2 separate regions of the Gossypium arboreum genome follow, and region 1 is linked to region 2. The links are chromatin contacts, called in public Hi-C maps. All regions are on one chromosome and are shown on one strand. The core of a region is the stretch at or near the end of the contact, and the rest is flanking DNA. Distances in the headings are between cores, read along the strand shown.

Region 1 (7,608 bases), core at 1,554-4,053, 240 kb before region 2:
AAATTTAGAAACAAAAAATTAGGATAAGAAAAAAGGAGGAAATGACCCTCAAAAACAGTCTATTGTATAAGCAACAACCACTGAGCCAAACTTGATGTAGGTGTCTAATAACTATAGAGCATATTTATAATACTAACTTACCAACATTATATCTAGCACAATGTTGAGCAAGGATTCTTTTTAAAACATACTAATATAGTTGGGGATCTTTTGGGTTGTAAGAGGAAAGAAGACATGCCATCCACCCATTTCTTCCCTATACCAACAATATACATATTAAAATAACAAAAGGTTCTTTTGAGACCCACCTGCATTGCAAGAAATTCACATTCCCTTTTGCTAAAGCTAAAAATTATTACAGGATCGTACTGTCGCTGAATGATCATTTTCACCAACTTGAAGATGTCACTTTGTTCACTAACTTTTCCCATCACTAACCCATTTTGTGATTTACCATTATTTCTTTTCTTGTCACTTTCACTTGTAGGAACTAATGCATTTAACGCTTTCTGAAAGCTATCCTCCCGAAATTTTCCTTTCTCATCTACCACCAAAAACAGACCATCACCTCTAGCAGGGAAAATATAATGCTGAAGAGGGGTTGGCCTATAATCGGTGTAAACTATGTGGCATGGTTGTTTGTGGACCTGCAACCACAGAATCAATAAGCAGACATATTTAAACAATTAAACAAGTTATAAAGTTAATGATCTATAGAACCACCTAGTGATGAAATCTATGTGCTTGATCCCAAAAGCATCCTACTCAAAAACAAAGAAGTTTATAATGTCCTCAAGATTCATAATCACTTTCTAGATACAAAATCCATTCACAAAAATCAAAAGCAGGGATCATTAGGGTTAGGACTAGTATTTCACACAGGAATGTTTCAAAGGAAATGAAAACACAAAGTTAATATGCTTCTGATATATTTTCTTAAATCTTTACTAAAAGTTGCAAAAAAGCAGGGTTGAGAAAAAACATATCACCCATAAACAAGCTTAAAACCGCTCTTAAAAGACTAAAGCAAACAAACCAGTCTACAGGGTCTATGCTGGCAGGACCTTACCAACTCAAAGATCAAAATAGTAGAATCAAGGTTGACCAATGGAAAGACTAAATATGTCACAGGCAACTAACATCAATCATGTTAACTATAATAATTTTTTTTAAAATAATGTTTTAATAATAAGATTTAAAATCAAGAATTTCAGATTTGTGCTGGGTTGTTTTATGTAGTTTATTTTTTACTGTTCTCCTCATAGTTCCTCAAAGAAAACTTTCCTACTTTCTATTTATGGAGGGAAAAAGATAAACAAAACACCAAGCTTGTACATGTTACAAATATACCCTACTAAGAGAAATGAAAATAAGTTTGCTGCTATTCAAAAAAGATAAGCTGGCTAAAGAGCATTGATTAATTATATTCAAGTTGAAAGTTGGTGAATAAATTAAAGCAAACATTAACCACCTTGGCCACCCAATCAGCAAATTCCTTCGCATTAGGTACAGTTGCTGAAAGAAATACAAATCGAGAGTTCTTCGGTGCCATAACAATACTCTCTTCCCAGACAACACCTCTCTCGCGATCACGCATGTAATGCACTTCATCAAAAACAACCCATGCCACCTCACGAACAATCTCGGACCCTTTATACTGCATACTTCGCCAGATTTCCGTGGTCATCACCTGAAAATCAAACAGTTGGGAACATATGAAAAAATCAAATACTAAAGGAGAAAACGTAATATGAGACGGATAGCAAGTAAAGTACCAACCAAACAAGAAGCATTAGGGTCAATTGTAACATCTCCAGTCATCAAACCGACATCGGAAAACTCCTCTTTAAACTCCCTATACTTCTGATTGCTGAGAGCCTTAATAGGTGAAGTATATATAACACGCTGATTATTCCGCAAAGACATAGCAATAGCATATAAAGCTACTACAGTTTTGCCTGCTGATGTATGTGCCGATACCTGTATTGAAACTAGCATTTCACTTTCTCTACTTTCTTTGTTGTGTCAGAAAAGAACAAGAAAAACAAAAGAATGTCTTACAAGGACAGATTCGTCACGATTGAGGCAGTTAATAGCTTCAGACTGAAAGGGATCAAGCGTGAAAGGAAACTCCTTGGCAGGTTTAGAGTCAGCTGGAAATTGTAAAGAGGAAGCAGAAGGAACATAACCTTCAGGATATGAAACATCATGGACACATCCGACGGCTTCCTCCGCCAACGGTGAGACGTCTTCACCGTGATGTTTCTTCTTCTGCGGCGGCGGAGGAGACTCAGAGGATATACCCTCATCTGACTTCCTCTTCAAGGATTCCATTTACTTATCTTCTTCAGGACTTCTTAGGAAGAGAGGGAAAGAAAAGATTCTATCCAGCGGCAGCGGCGGCAACTTAGGGGAAAACCAAACAAACTCAAACACGAATAAAAAGAGAAAGAAAAGACCGAGCGAGTAAGTCTTTTAAATTACACAATAATTTAGGCAATCGAAAAACACATCCGAGCTATGTTTCACATTTTAAACATCCCAACTTAATAAACAATAGCTTATATTATATGGCAATAGGGTTGTATAATTTTTTTTAAATTTCCTTATTTCGGTAATGGATTGTTTAACGTGGTATTTTCTTTTTTTTTTTTACTAAAGTTAGAAATCTCTATGAACTTTTTCAAAAACAACTAAAATTCAACACTTATTTCTCAACTTCATTAATCCCAGCTTTGTGAACTCTTGATAGATTTTTCGATAGAACATAATAGCTTTGTATCACATTTTCAAGCTCATTTTCGAGTTTACCGATCTCTCTTTCGGGTTCCTATTAAGACAGTGGTTGATTTTGTTTAAGTTTATACCTTTTTGTTGCCTTATTAGGCTCTTCTTTTTATGGTTTAACAAGCTCTTTTTCGAGTTTCGGTGACAACGAAGGTCGCTTTAGTTTAAATTTATAACTTTCTATATCACCTTTTTAAGCTCTTCTTCTTCAAGTTTCTCCTTTTTGTTACCAATTTTCAATTCTGATAACAATCATTTTCGTCAAAGATTATAACCTTCTCTCACTTTTTCTTTTTTGAATTTCGATAATGATGATGGTGGTGACCAGTTTAGATTCATATAGAACTCCAAAAGATTATCAAAATCTTCCCCAAAAGTTGTAAAGCTCTCCTATATAAAAAGTTAGGCATGGAGAACGGAAGCAAATAAACCCAAAAAAATATTGTTTTGGACTAATTATTGAAATGTCTCTAATTTTAGTCAAAAATAAAAACAAATGCAACATTATCAATTCATTAGTGGATTAAAAGAATTTTTAACGACTGTGACCAATTCGAGCAATTATCGTAATTAGAGTGACCAAATTGATAAGAAAAATTAGAGTGACCAAAATAAGAACGACGTTGTTTTAGAGTGACTTGCGATGTAGTTTATTCTAAAAATATCTAATCATATTAAAAAAATTACACATTAATTTTTGTAACATTACTATGTAAAGATTAGTTTTTTTAGTATACTAGAAGAATAATATATTCGTAAAAGATAGCAAAAAGGGTTTTGAAGAGAATGGAAAAGATTAAGAAAAAATAGAGAGTTAGGGTTTTACAAGAGAGAGAAATAATGGAGTCTATTTGTTTATTAAATTGTGTTGATAAAAAATATCAATAAGGGTGGAGAAGGTAGGGGTGGTGAGGAGGTCGATTCACCTTTACAAGGTGTAGAGCCAGAAAGTAGTAGAATAAAAAAGGGGGTGAGGGCCTATTATGATAGGGGGTTTTAGAATGAAGAAAAGAGTACCCCTTTTCTATTTTGTGCCTTGGGGTATTTATAGATGGGTGGCTTCTGGTCACTTCTTTATTACCACATGCCCAAGCTGGGTTAAAGGTATATGTAACGACTCGAGTTTTACTGGTGTTGAAAAACACAATTTTAGAACCTCATTTTCGTAAACTATAACACCCCTAACCCCTTTCTATTACGGATTAAGGTTACAAGCATTACTATACAATTAGAACATTTATAATTAATTTCATTCAAAAATCATAAACATAACTTAAACCATTCTTACATACACATATTGTCTATAAATCTAGCCCTCGGAGCCTTAAAAATACTTTAGAAACAAATCGAGACCAATTTGAAATCATTTAGAAAGCTTTGGAAAAATTCACAAAAATTGAAAACAGAGTTCACACGGCCATGTGCCCACACGGCTGAGACACACGTCTGTGTCTCAGGCTGTGTAACCTTTAAACTAGAGACATACGGTCGTGTCCCAGCTCGTGTCCTTACCCGTGTAACTCACTGAGTAGGGTCACACGGCCGTGTCACACGCTTGTGTGTCAGGTTGTGTAACTCTCGAAATAGCTTTACACGCCCATGTGCCAGGCCGTGTGCTGGGCCATGTAACTAACTGACTTGCACCTTAAGCATTCAAAAGGTGACACACAGCCGTGTTGCTAAGCCGTGTGTCTCACACAGTCGATTCACACACCCCTGTCTCTGGCTGTGTGGACCTAATATGTACCTTAAACAACAAGTTTACCATTTCAAGCTTAGTTGGGCCTTAAGCAATTCAAATACCAATCATTTAACCTATTCAAAATACAATTAAACATACTTAAAACATGCCAAAACAATCATCCTAAGTGCCTAGCCAATGTACCCTCATTGGTACCACATTTTATATTATCAAAAACACATCAACAATGCATCATCCAAATCAAAGTTTAAAGTATGCTAAGATCGCTCAATTTAGCCTAACATAAAGCTACTTAAGACATCAAGCTTTAAGTTTCATACACAAATCAAGCCTTTGGTCAAAACACATACTAACATTTAGCTTCAAACATAAACATATACTTATAACTCAATTTACATCACATTCGCAAAACAACTAACAACCAAAGACATCCTAGATACATGCCATTACAAAATTAAACATCACCACACTTGAGATCGGGGTTGTTGTTGGACGCTGAGTCCATGATCAAAAGAGAGTACCTAACCTGCGCACGGAAAACAAAATTGCACATTGAGTAAAATTCAGTGATATTTCTATAATCCGAATACTTTAAGACATGATATGATACATGAATGCTCAAATTGAATTATATCATCATACTACTATCTAAACATACAATTAAAATATATCACCATTTCAATTTCATGCATTTCATCACATTATTTCATGCTATACTCAATTTTCACAAGTATTCACCTTTAGTTGGTTTGAACATATATCTTAATTCACATAACTTGCTATATGAGTAGCTTTGCATATATCAGTCAACAATTTACTTATATTATGGCATAAACCAATCCACATTAAGCAACTTCACTTATTCGAATAACCATAAGTATATCTAAAGCATTTGAATTTATTTCACAACTTTAATAATCTAACTCAAGAATATATCATATCTTCTAATGAATAAATGTATATACATAAGTAAATATAAGCTTCTTTAGTAATACTTATAACCATCCTTCTTAGATAATTCATAACACCTTGCTGTATAGTCCAGTTGGTACACGGCACCCGGTGCCTAGCGGATAGTCCGCGAAAGAGTTTGCGCCCAGTGTTAGTCAGATAAACCGATAAATGTGTGCCTAGGACTAATCAGATAAGTTGATAGAAGTTGCGCCCAGTGCTAGTCGGATAAACTGACAAAATAATTATTGAGCCCAGCTTTAGTTGGATAAACCAATGATATTTGCGTCCAACGCTAGTTGGATAAACCGATGAAATAATTAGTGAGCCCAGCTCTAGTTGGATAAACTAACGATATTTACACCTAGCGCTAGTCGGATAAACTAACGAATGTGTGCCCAGCACTAGTTAGATAAACTGACGAAGTTGCATCCAGCGCTAGTTGAACAAATTGACGATGTCAATTACTCATTTACAAGTCCATAATTTTACTTTTCATAACTCAATATCACATTTCATAATTTAATAACACTTCCACTCCAGTTATCTACTAATCACATATTAATTTATTCCATAATGTCACATTCCATAAACCTCCATTCAATTGGATTAACAAATACTTTAAGGATATAATAAGACATCAAGTAGTAACTAAGTTAGATAAAATAATTTATAAAGCTTGAGTTCGGGGACTACAAACTTACCTAAAATTGAAGAAGATTATTCCTCAACCTTCTCTTTTCCCTAAGTTACAATCAATCTACTCGTTTCAAGATCAAAACATAATAAATTAATTTATTAACTAATTCAAACACCATATCAAGTTCAAATTCAAACCATTCTACCATTTAATTACATTTTTACTTATTTACACACAACATTTATACTCAATACAATTAAATCCTCAATTATAAATCATATTATTTAATTAAAACCAAGAAAATCTCATTTCAACTAATTATTCCACAAGGTCCAAAACAACTCATACTTTCAAGTAATTCACAATTTAACCCTTGAATTTACCATTTCCATAATTAAGCCCCTAAACTTTAAGATCATCAAGAATCATTTAACAAAAATATCTATTTAATTACCAAACTTAATATCCAACAAAATAACACCAAGAACTTAATTTCCCTACAATGACAATATTCACAAACTTCACTAAATCTAAAAATTTGAACATGGGCACATTAACTCATGAGATTAAGACTTCAAAAACATAAATTTCATATAAAAATAACCAAAATTTACTAACCAAATTAGACATGCAACATTAGCTATTGGCCGTGCATGACTTCTTCCCCTTTCATTTTGTTTCAAAAAGAAGAACATTAAAAGAAAATATGATTGGCTTTCTTCTATCCACTGACTAATATCTAACATCATCATCATCATCATCATTATTATTATTATTATTATTATTATTATTATAACATAATTATAATTTAAGTGTTATAATAACTTAACATATAATACTTATAGTATTACTATAACCTTCCACTATCACATACCTATATAAATAATGGCTTATTTACTTAATAAGCCCTTTAACTTAAATCCACTTTATAATTTAGTATTAATTCCTACTTTTATCACTTATTTGATTTAGTCTCTGTACTCAAATTACACACTAATTCAACAAAATTATCTAACTATGTAATATCCCGTTTTCAGTGAAATCGGAACAGTGGTTTTGGGACCCCAAATCCGAATTCAGAAAAAATTATTATTATTATTATTATTATTATTATTATTATTATTATATGGTCTATGGTATGATAGAAATATCATATAAAAATTTTGTTAAGAAATTTTACCTTTTACATACCTAATTTGATGAAAAGGACTAAATTGCATTAAGTGTAAAAGTTGAGTTCTAATAGCTAAAGGTATTAAATAGCTATAGAATTTTCAATTGGAGGTCCTTATATAGTAAATAGACCATTAAAATGCTTAGTGGTTAAGCATGAATAATCATCATTGGAAATTTCATGAAACATTACGGTTAATTTTGGAAATTATCAATTAAAGTGATATTAAATAATAATAAAAAAATCTATTATCATCATCTACCACCAAATAAAAAGAAAGAGAAGAAAACCTAGCCATGAAAGCTTGAGATATTAGCAAGCTTATTTTGCTCAATTAGGTATGTATCCTTATCT
Region 2 (7,756 bases), core at 1,780-4,279:
AACACATATTCAACAATTTAAAATGACATTAGACAATTAAATAAATGAATATACGAATAAATAAATCTAATATGTATAAATACTAAGAAACCTAACTCTTAAACTTAAGTAAGTCGACTCATTAACCTCCCTAGTAGAGTCACCAAGCTATCATAATTTTGCCTACATAAAGGTACTGGGGCCTAGTAAGCAATGCTAGACACGGAGGGCCTAAATTTACATAGAGTCGCCACTAACCAATTAGGGCTAGGTTGATTAGCCACTTATCGTCTAAAAGTCTAGAATTAATACTACGAAAAATCCTAAAAGTCTAAACTTGATCTCATGATAGTTCGGGAGTATGGTTACGTGTGGGGAAGGTTATAGCATCCCCACAACACCTATTCGGGGATAGTCCTACAGGGTCTTAGGAGCTAGATTTTTTTATTTAAACATAGTAATGTTTTAATCTAGGCTTAAATCTTATGGAAATCTTAAATAAAACTCTAAAAAAAAAGGCCTCCGGTTTACTTGTAGCTCGATTAAGATGTGTTCACCAAACTTGTCTAATTTGAAACTTAAATTAGAGGTTTTTACTTTTAACAGAAACCCTAAAGGATACCTAAATAATTCTAGTAAAATACCTTTCATTCCTAAAATTAATTCTATTTTAAAATTCTAAAAACCCTAGAAATTACCAATGAATTAAGAGAAATATTAAAATACATTTACAACTTATTCGATCTTTTATTTTTATTATTATTTAAAATATTTAATTAATATCGTTGAACCTATCAAGATCTTACGAAAGTATTCTATGTCGGGTTTATGATTTATCTTACTTTAAAATTCTGATCTAAGATTTAAATTCGTCAAAATTCTAAAATAATAAATCTTAAATAACATTTTAGCTTTCTTAAAAAGTTTCTAAAATAAAATACTTAGAAAGACCTACTCATGATTTACAATTCACCTACAAAAATCTTTAGTTTTAATCTTGAATAAAGTCCTAAAAATATTTGCATATTAACTTAAGATTCTAATCCTATACGATATTTAAAATTAATTTAAAACCCTAAAAAATATCTTACATATTATTTAAAATTTTTCTAAGGTAAATGGTAGGTAAGATCTTAAGGCTAACCAAATTTAAATGTAAAAACCTTATGGTTTTATTAAAATATAACACCTACTTAACTAACTTCATGTCAACAATTATAGGATGGAAAAATGACCTAAAATTCCCTCTTTTAAAATGAATAGTAATAAAATAGGAAAATTAATGAAATTGGCTAAAGTTAATAAAAGTTAAATCTCTTCCAAAATGACAATAATAAAAAAATTAAATAAATAAAATAAATAAGACATTAACATGATGGTTATAATAATAATAATAACAATAATACACATTATTCCTAATACAATAAAAGAATCAAAGTAACATAAATAAATAATATTAAAATGTGTAAAAAATATAAATAGACATGAAAATAAATAAAACTAAATAAGAATAAATAAAATTACACAAGTGTGAATAAATATAAAACATTAAAATAAAGTGCATAATTAACATTAAATATATAATGTATAAATGCAAGTGATAAGGAAGATATAAGTGTAAATTATTTATTAAAGATAGAAACAAAATGACATAGCTTGATTTTAGGACTAAAAGATAAAAAAATGCGGAAGACAGATGACTGATGTAGCAATTAATTTGCTTTTAATTTTTAAATTTCAGATTGAATCGAAAGTTTAAATAAATAAAAGGGTTACAGGTGTAAATAGGTCAGAAAGCGAAGGTGCTGCTATAGAAAACGAAGTATTTTTTGTAAATTTAAAAAGTAAGGGGGTAGAAATAAATTACACATTTTTGGCACCTATAAATGAAAAAAAAAACCTCTTCCTCTTTCTCTTCCAACTTCTATGTTGGCCGTGGCTCCACCATCGGAGAGTCGTTGGGCTCTCCGGCCTCCGGTGGTGCAGCCGCCATATACGGTGGCCAGAATTTTTATTTTTATTTTTTGCAAAGTCAAAGTTTTATTTAGAAAAAAATAATTAATTTTCTAAAAATCAAAACCTTATTTCGCAATAATTAAAAAAATCAAAACTTTGTTTTAAAATTTTAAACTTTCCTCTAAAATGACTTAAAAAATATATTTTTATTTTTCAAAATCTAAACTTTCTCCTTTTTTATTAAAAAATACTATTTTTCTTAAAGATTAAAGCTTTTATTTTGAAGTAGTTGAAAAAATCAAAACTTTATTTTAAAATTTTAAACTTTCCTGTAAAATAACTAAAAAACATATTTTTATTTTTCAAAATCTAAACTTTCTCTTTTAAAAAAACACTATTTTTCTTAAAGATTAGCTTTTACCTTGAAATAGTTGAAAAAATCAAAACTTTGTTTTAAAAATTTAAAATTTCATTTAAAATAACTAAAAAATACAGATTTTTATTTATTAAAATCTAAACTTTCTCTTTGTAAAAAAAATCAAAACTTTTCCCAAAATTAGGCCTTTTTTTTAAATTTAAAAAAAAAGAAAGAAAGAAACCTTTCTTTTAGAAAGGGGAGAGAAAAACGAGGTTTTTGAGGGCTCCTAGGGACGGAGGACCAACTATCCGGTGACGTCCCATTCATTGGAATCCAAAATCCGATCCCTCATGACATGCCTATGTCAAAAAAAAATAGAAGAAAAGAAAAAAAAATAGAATGCTTGAAGTTGTTGTGTTTTTCTTTTTTTACCTTTCCTTTTAAGACAAAAATAATGAAAAGCCTCATTTTTTTTCATTTCATTTCATGTTTATATATTATTTTTTAATCTTGCTTATTTTTAAAAAATGTTAATAATAATAATATTTACTAATAATAATAGTTGTAATAGTGATGATAATAATAATTTGGACCTTTGATAGGTCAAAAAAGAAAGAAAATAAAAAGAAAATAAAAAATAAAAATCTCAAATCTAAAATCAGGTAGGCTTTGAACGGCCTAAGAAAAAATAAAATTTTAAATGGGGCCCTAATCGGGCTTGGACAAAAATGGGTGTCTACAGTCTTGGAAATGCTATGGTAACCAGGAGCCAACTCCTAATTTACATAGTACCAAAACCCCACCGCCCCCCCTTAAGGCCCTCTCTCAGTCTGAAATGGGTGATAGAAGGAAAAAATGGACTCTATTTTTGGTGTGCTTCGAAGTATACTCCAGGACACAAGTGTGTCAAATCCCAATTATACCAATTGGTGATCGAGTCTTCAAACGAACCATCCATTGAGTTAATCAGTCCTTTTTTAGAGGATTTCCAAGACTGCCCTGAAAAATTGGACACCTTAGAAGGTGAAGTTGACTCTACGGCACCAGTAGTATCCTTACATGCTCTCAACGGATCTCAGGGTCCTAACACCATGCGTTTAGCAGCTTGTATTAGACAGATGGAAGTTATTATTCTTGTTGACTCGGGGAGCATGCACAATTTTATCGATTCTCGAATGGTCAAGAGGTTGTATCTTCCAGTGGAACCTTCTTGTAAACTCAAAGTCATGGTTGCTAATGGGATCCATTTAGCAACTCAAGGTATCTGTCGATCTGTGGTTTGGGAGGCACAAGGGTCTACATTTTCCACTGACTTCATGGTTTTATGTATCAAAGGGTGTGATTTAGTTCTTAGAATTCACTGGCTTTTATCCCTAGGATCGATTGTATAGAATTTCTTTTGTCTCTGACAATGAAGTTCAAGCATTCACAACAGACATTTGGTCTTCAAGGAATTCTTCTTGGCTAGCTTCACTTGATATTGTGCACTCAATTTTCCATGTGTTTCAGTTTGCTAGGCCAAGGCCGTAGTCCTATGTTACTTGCTATTACTGCTCAAGCTGCGTTGTCCTTACCATCTTAGTCTTTGCATTAGGACATTGTGTTGATTTTAGTTGAATTTGATGATGTTTTCAAGTTCCTAAGGGACTTCCTGCTGTTCGAATTCAGGACCATAGAATTCCCTTGCATTATGAGTCTTAGGTGATCAAGGTTAAACCCTAAAGGTACCCTGCAGTTCAAAAAAATGAGATCAAAAGACTTTTCCAAAAAATGTAGTAAGCTGGAATCGTGAGGGATAGCAACAGTTCATTTGCTTCACCCATTGTTATGGTATAAAAAAATGGAAGTTGGTGTTTATGTGTGGATTATAGACAGCTTAATCAGCTAACTGTAAAGGACAAATTTCAAATTCTTGTTATTGAGGAGTTACTTGATGAACTGGGGCAAGCTTCTTATTTTTCCAAATTGGATTTCTGTTTGGGCAATCACCAAATTTGCATGTGGGAGGATGACATTCATAAGACTGCGTTTCACACTCATGAGGGTTACTATGAATTCTTAGTCGTGCCATTTGGCTTGACAAACGCACCCTCTAGCTTTTATCCCTAATAAACAGTGTTTTTAAGCCCTTATTGAGGAAGTTAATATTAGTTTTTTTATGAAATTTTGGTTTATTCAACCAATTGGATTAAGCATTTGTGGCATTTGAAGGAAGTTTTGAGCATCCTGAGGCAACACCAGCTATTTGCTAAGAAAGGCAAATGTTCCTTTGGTACTACTCAGGTGGAATACTTGGGACATATCATTTCTGCAGGAGCAGTTTAAATGGATCTTACAAAAATTAAAGGAGTTCTTCAATGGCCTTCTCCAACTTCAGTCAAGGATCCATGGGGTTTTTTTGGGCCTATCAGGAAATTATAGAAGATTTTTAAGACATTATGGAGTCATAGCCAAACCGTTAACATGTTTGCTAAAGAATGAGGTACTTTGGCAGTGGTCTGATAATGCTGAGACATCTTTTGATTAGCTCAAAGCAGCAATCACCCAAGCACCGGTTTTGATCCTCCCAAATTTTGATGAGGAATTCTATGTTAAAGCAGATGCCTGTGGTCAGGGGATAGGGTTTGTCTTACAACAAAAGAGTCATCCTATTGCCTATTCCAGTAAAGGGTTAGGCAACAAGCCTTGTCTATTTATGACAGGGAGATGCTGGCAGTCTTGCTACCTTGCAAAAAGTGGCATCCTCATTTGATAGGGAGGCATTTTCACAATAAAATCGATCACTACAGCTTGAGGTTTCGCTCGGACAGGCAGGCCATAACCCTTTATCAGCAAAAGTGGGTGGCTAAAATGCTTGACTATGACTACACCATATCTTACAGACAAGGAGGACAGAACGTGGTAGCTGAGGCACTTTCATGACGCGACCATTCCCATGAAGGTCAAATGTTCCAATGCATTACAAGTGTTTCCTGGTCTGAGACTTGGGGTTAAATTTTGGATGCTGGTTTCACTGACACTCGGTTGCAGCAGATTTGTTTGGACTTATAGTAGGCCCCTCAACTCCACTCCAAATAGTCATGGGATGGGAAAATTTTGCGAAGGAAGGGCAAAGCAGTGATAGGGAACAATTTGGAACTCAGAAAGAAGATATTTGATATGTTCCATAGTGAAGTTGTTGGAGGACACTTTGGGGTCAATGCCACCAAACATAGAATTTCAAGTCTGTTATATGGGAAGGGCCTCTCAAAGGATGTAAAGTAGTGGGAACGAGAATGTGGGGTTTGTCAGAGATATAAGTATGATTCATTAGCATATCCAGGTTTGCTTTAGCCTCTCCCTATTCTTGATCGAGCATGGGCTGCATTCAGCTTAGATTTTGAAGGACTGCCTGTATCTAAGGGAAAACACACTATCCTTGTTGTGATGGATAGACTCACCAAATATGGACATTTTTTAGCAATGTCTCACCTTTTTACTGCTATTATTGTGGCTCAATTATATTTGGACCAAATATACATGTTTCATGAAGTCCCTAAATGTCTCAAATATGATCGTGATAAAATTTTCATCAGCTCCTTCTGGCAAGCCTTATTCAAACACCTAGGGGTTAAGCTACACTTTTCCACTGCGTATCACCCCTAGACCGATGGTCAAACGAAGGTGTTAAATCGGTGCTTAGAAGGGTACTTGAGGTGTATGTCAGGGGAATGGCCCTTCGAACGGGTTTTATGGCTACCATTAGCAGAATAGTGGTATAATACTACCTTTCAGACGACTATCCAACACACCCCTTATGAGGCTTTCTATAGCCAGGAACCCCCCATCACATATCTTATTTAGCTGTTTCTTCTTTGATGACTACTGTTAATCGGGGGTTACAACATCGTGAGGCAACTAGACACATGATGAGATTTCATTTGCAAAGAGCTCAGCGAAGCAGTTGGCTGATAAGAGGCAATCAGAGTGGGAGTTTCAGGTGGGTGACTTAGTTTACTTGAAATTCCAACCTTACCGTCAACATTCAATCAGAAAATGGGGTAATAAGAAAGTATCTTATCATTATTTTGGACCTTATCCACTTGCAGCTAAGAGAGGAAAGGTAGCATACAAATTAAGTCTGCCTACGGATGCTCGGATTCACTCTACTTTTCACGTATCCCAACTTAAGAAACACATTGGGTCTGCTCCTTGTTCCCCTACATTACCTCCTGTAGATGTTGAAAGAAAGTTCCTTAAGTTACCAGTTTGCATTTTGGATCGTAGGATGGTGAAAAAAGGAAATCATGCGGCTAAAGAAGTGTTAGTTGAATGGTCAAACACCTTCCCTGAGGATTCCACTTGGAAACGTCTAAATGAGCTACAGAAGAAATTTCCATCATTTGATCCTTGAGGTCAAGGATCGTGCTCGGGAAGGGACTACTTGATGTGGGAGAAACGTTCACTGCTTTTATAATTATGTTATTGTGTTTAGTTTTAAACGTTGGTTTTAATGAAAACGGTGCATGTAAGGGAAGGTATTCAACTAAGTGCCGAAAATGGGGAGTTTAGCAATATTAGTGATACGGTGCATTTGAGTCAATTCTGTTTTAAACAGCCTGTCAAAATCTACCCGTTACCCACCCTTTATGAACCAATTAGCATGAAGGGTGAGACAGTTATGGAAATACACAAGAATTTTATGCTCTTTCTTCTCTGAAATTTCATCTTCTTTTTGGATCTTCTCTCCTTCTCTTAACTCTTTTTGCTCAAATTTTCTTACTTCATCATAAGTCGAGAAATCATAATTGCGACCCCATATTGCCAATCCATGGGCTACGCCGTTTGCTGATCAAGGGACATGTTGAAACGATAAGCTTCGAAATCTTGGGGTTCTTGATTTAATCTCTTTTGTTATGTTTGCAATCTTTGATCTATCATTACCTTCTAAAAGCAATTTCTTTATAACCGGAAGTGCATCACCCTCCACTCTTACATCCCGAGAGCCTAGTTCCTCTGCAAAAACAACGGCCTAAGATAGGCGCAAGCCTCAACAATGTTAAGATCCCAAACGTTTTCCCACGGATAAGAACAAGCTCCCGTTACTAACCCCTCAATATTGCTTATAATAATTCCCCCAATTGCCTTTTTTTGTTGTTGCTGAAAAGATACATCAAAATTGGCTTTCACTAATTTGCCTTCTAGGGGAACCCATGTCTCATTTTCTTTCATGTGATTAAACCCTGCCATTTCTTCCATCTGCATTATATCTGTTAAATAAGGCTTGATGAATCCCACTATATTCTGTGTCGTGTCTTTTACCCTTTTGTGTACAAACTTGTTTCTGCTAAACCATACTGCCCAGAATTCTGTAGCAATGTTTATACAATCTTCAATTCTTTTGTAAGAAAATTCTGTTACTAACCAATATTTCCAATTTTGCTCTGTGTTTGTGCTCTAGAAAACCACCCCAGTCTCTTGAAG

Evidence for each region. A called contact is a pair of places that touch in the nucleus more often than the background predicts.
Region 1: a contact with region 2 is called in a Hi-C map of leaf, with 2.5 times the contacts expected there. The contact joins the promoter of LOC108486226 here to the enhancer-like site in region 2. A contact is called at or near these places in 2 of 5 Hi-C or Micro-C datasets (both in leaf).

The regions. Positions count from the first base shown.
Region 1 is chr6:15,364,162-15,371,769 of ASM2569848v2, reverse strand. LOC108486226 (DExH-box ATP-dependent RNA helicase DExH9) reads right to left here and starts at 2,803. Exons shown (of 14, transcript XM_017790148.2): 1 at 2,062-2,803; 2 at 1,780-1,980; 3 at 1,472-1,690; 4 at 309-647. The coding sequence starts at 2,334.
Region 2 is chr6:15,126,649-15,134,404 of ASM2569848v2, reverse strand. No RefSeq gene overlaps it. Among protein-coding and RNA genes, the nearest start is that of LOC108484737, 40 kb to the right of the region's middle. Within about 2 kb of position 3,029, at least 2 of the 2 cell types and tissues checked have an H3K27ac peak or open chromatin away from gene starts, as enhancers often do. A contact at or near this core is called in leaf, where this site is marked.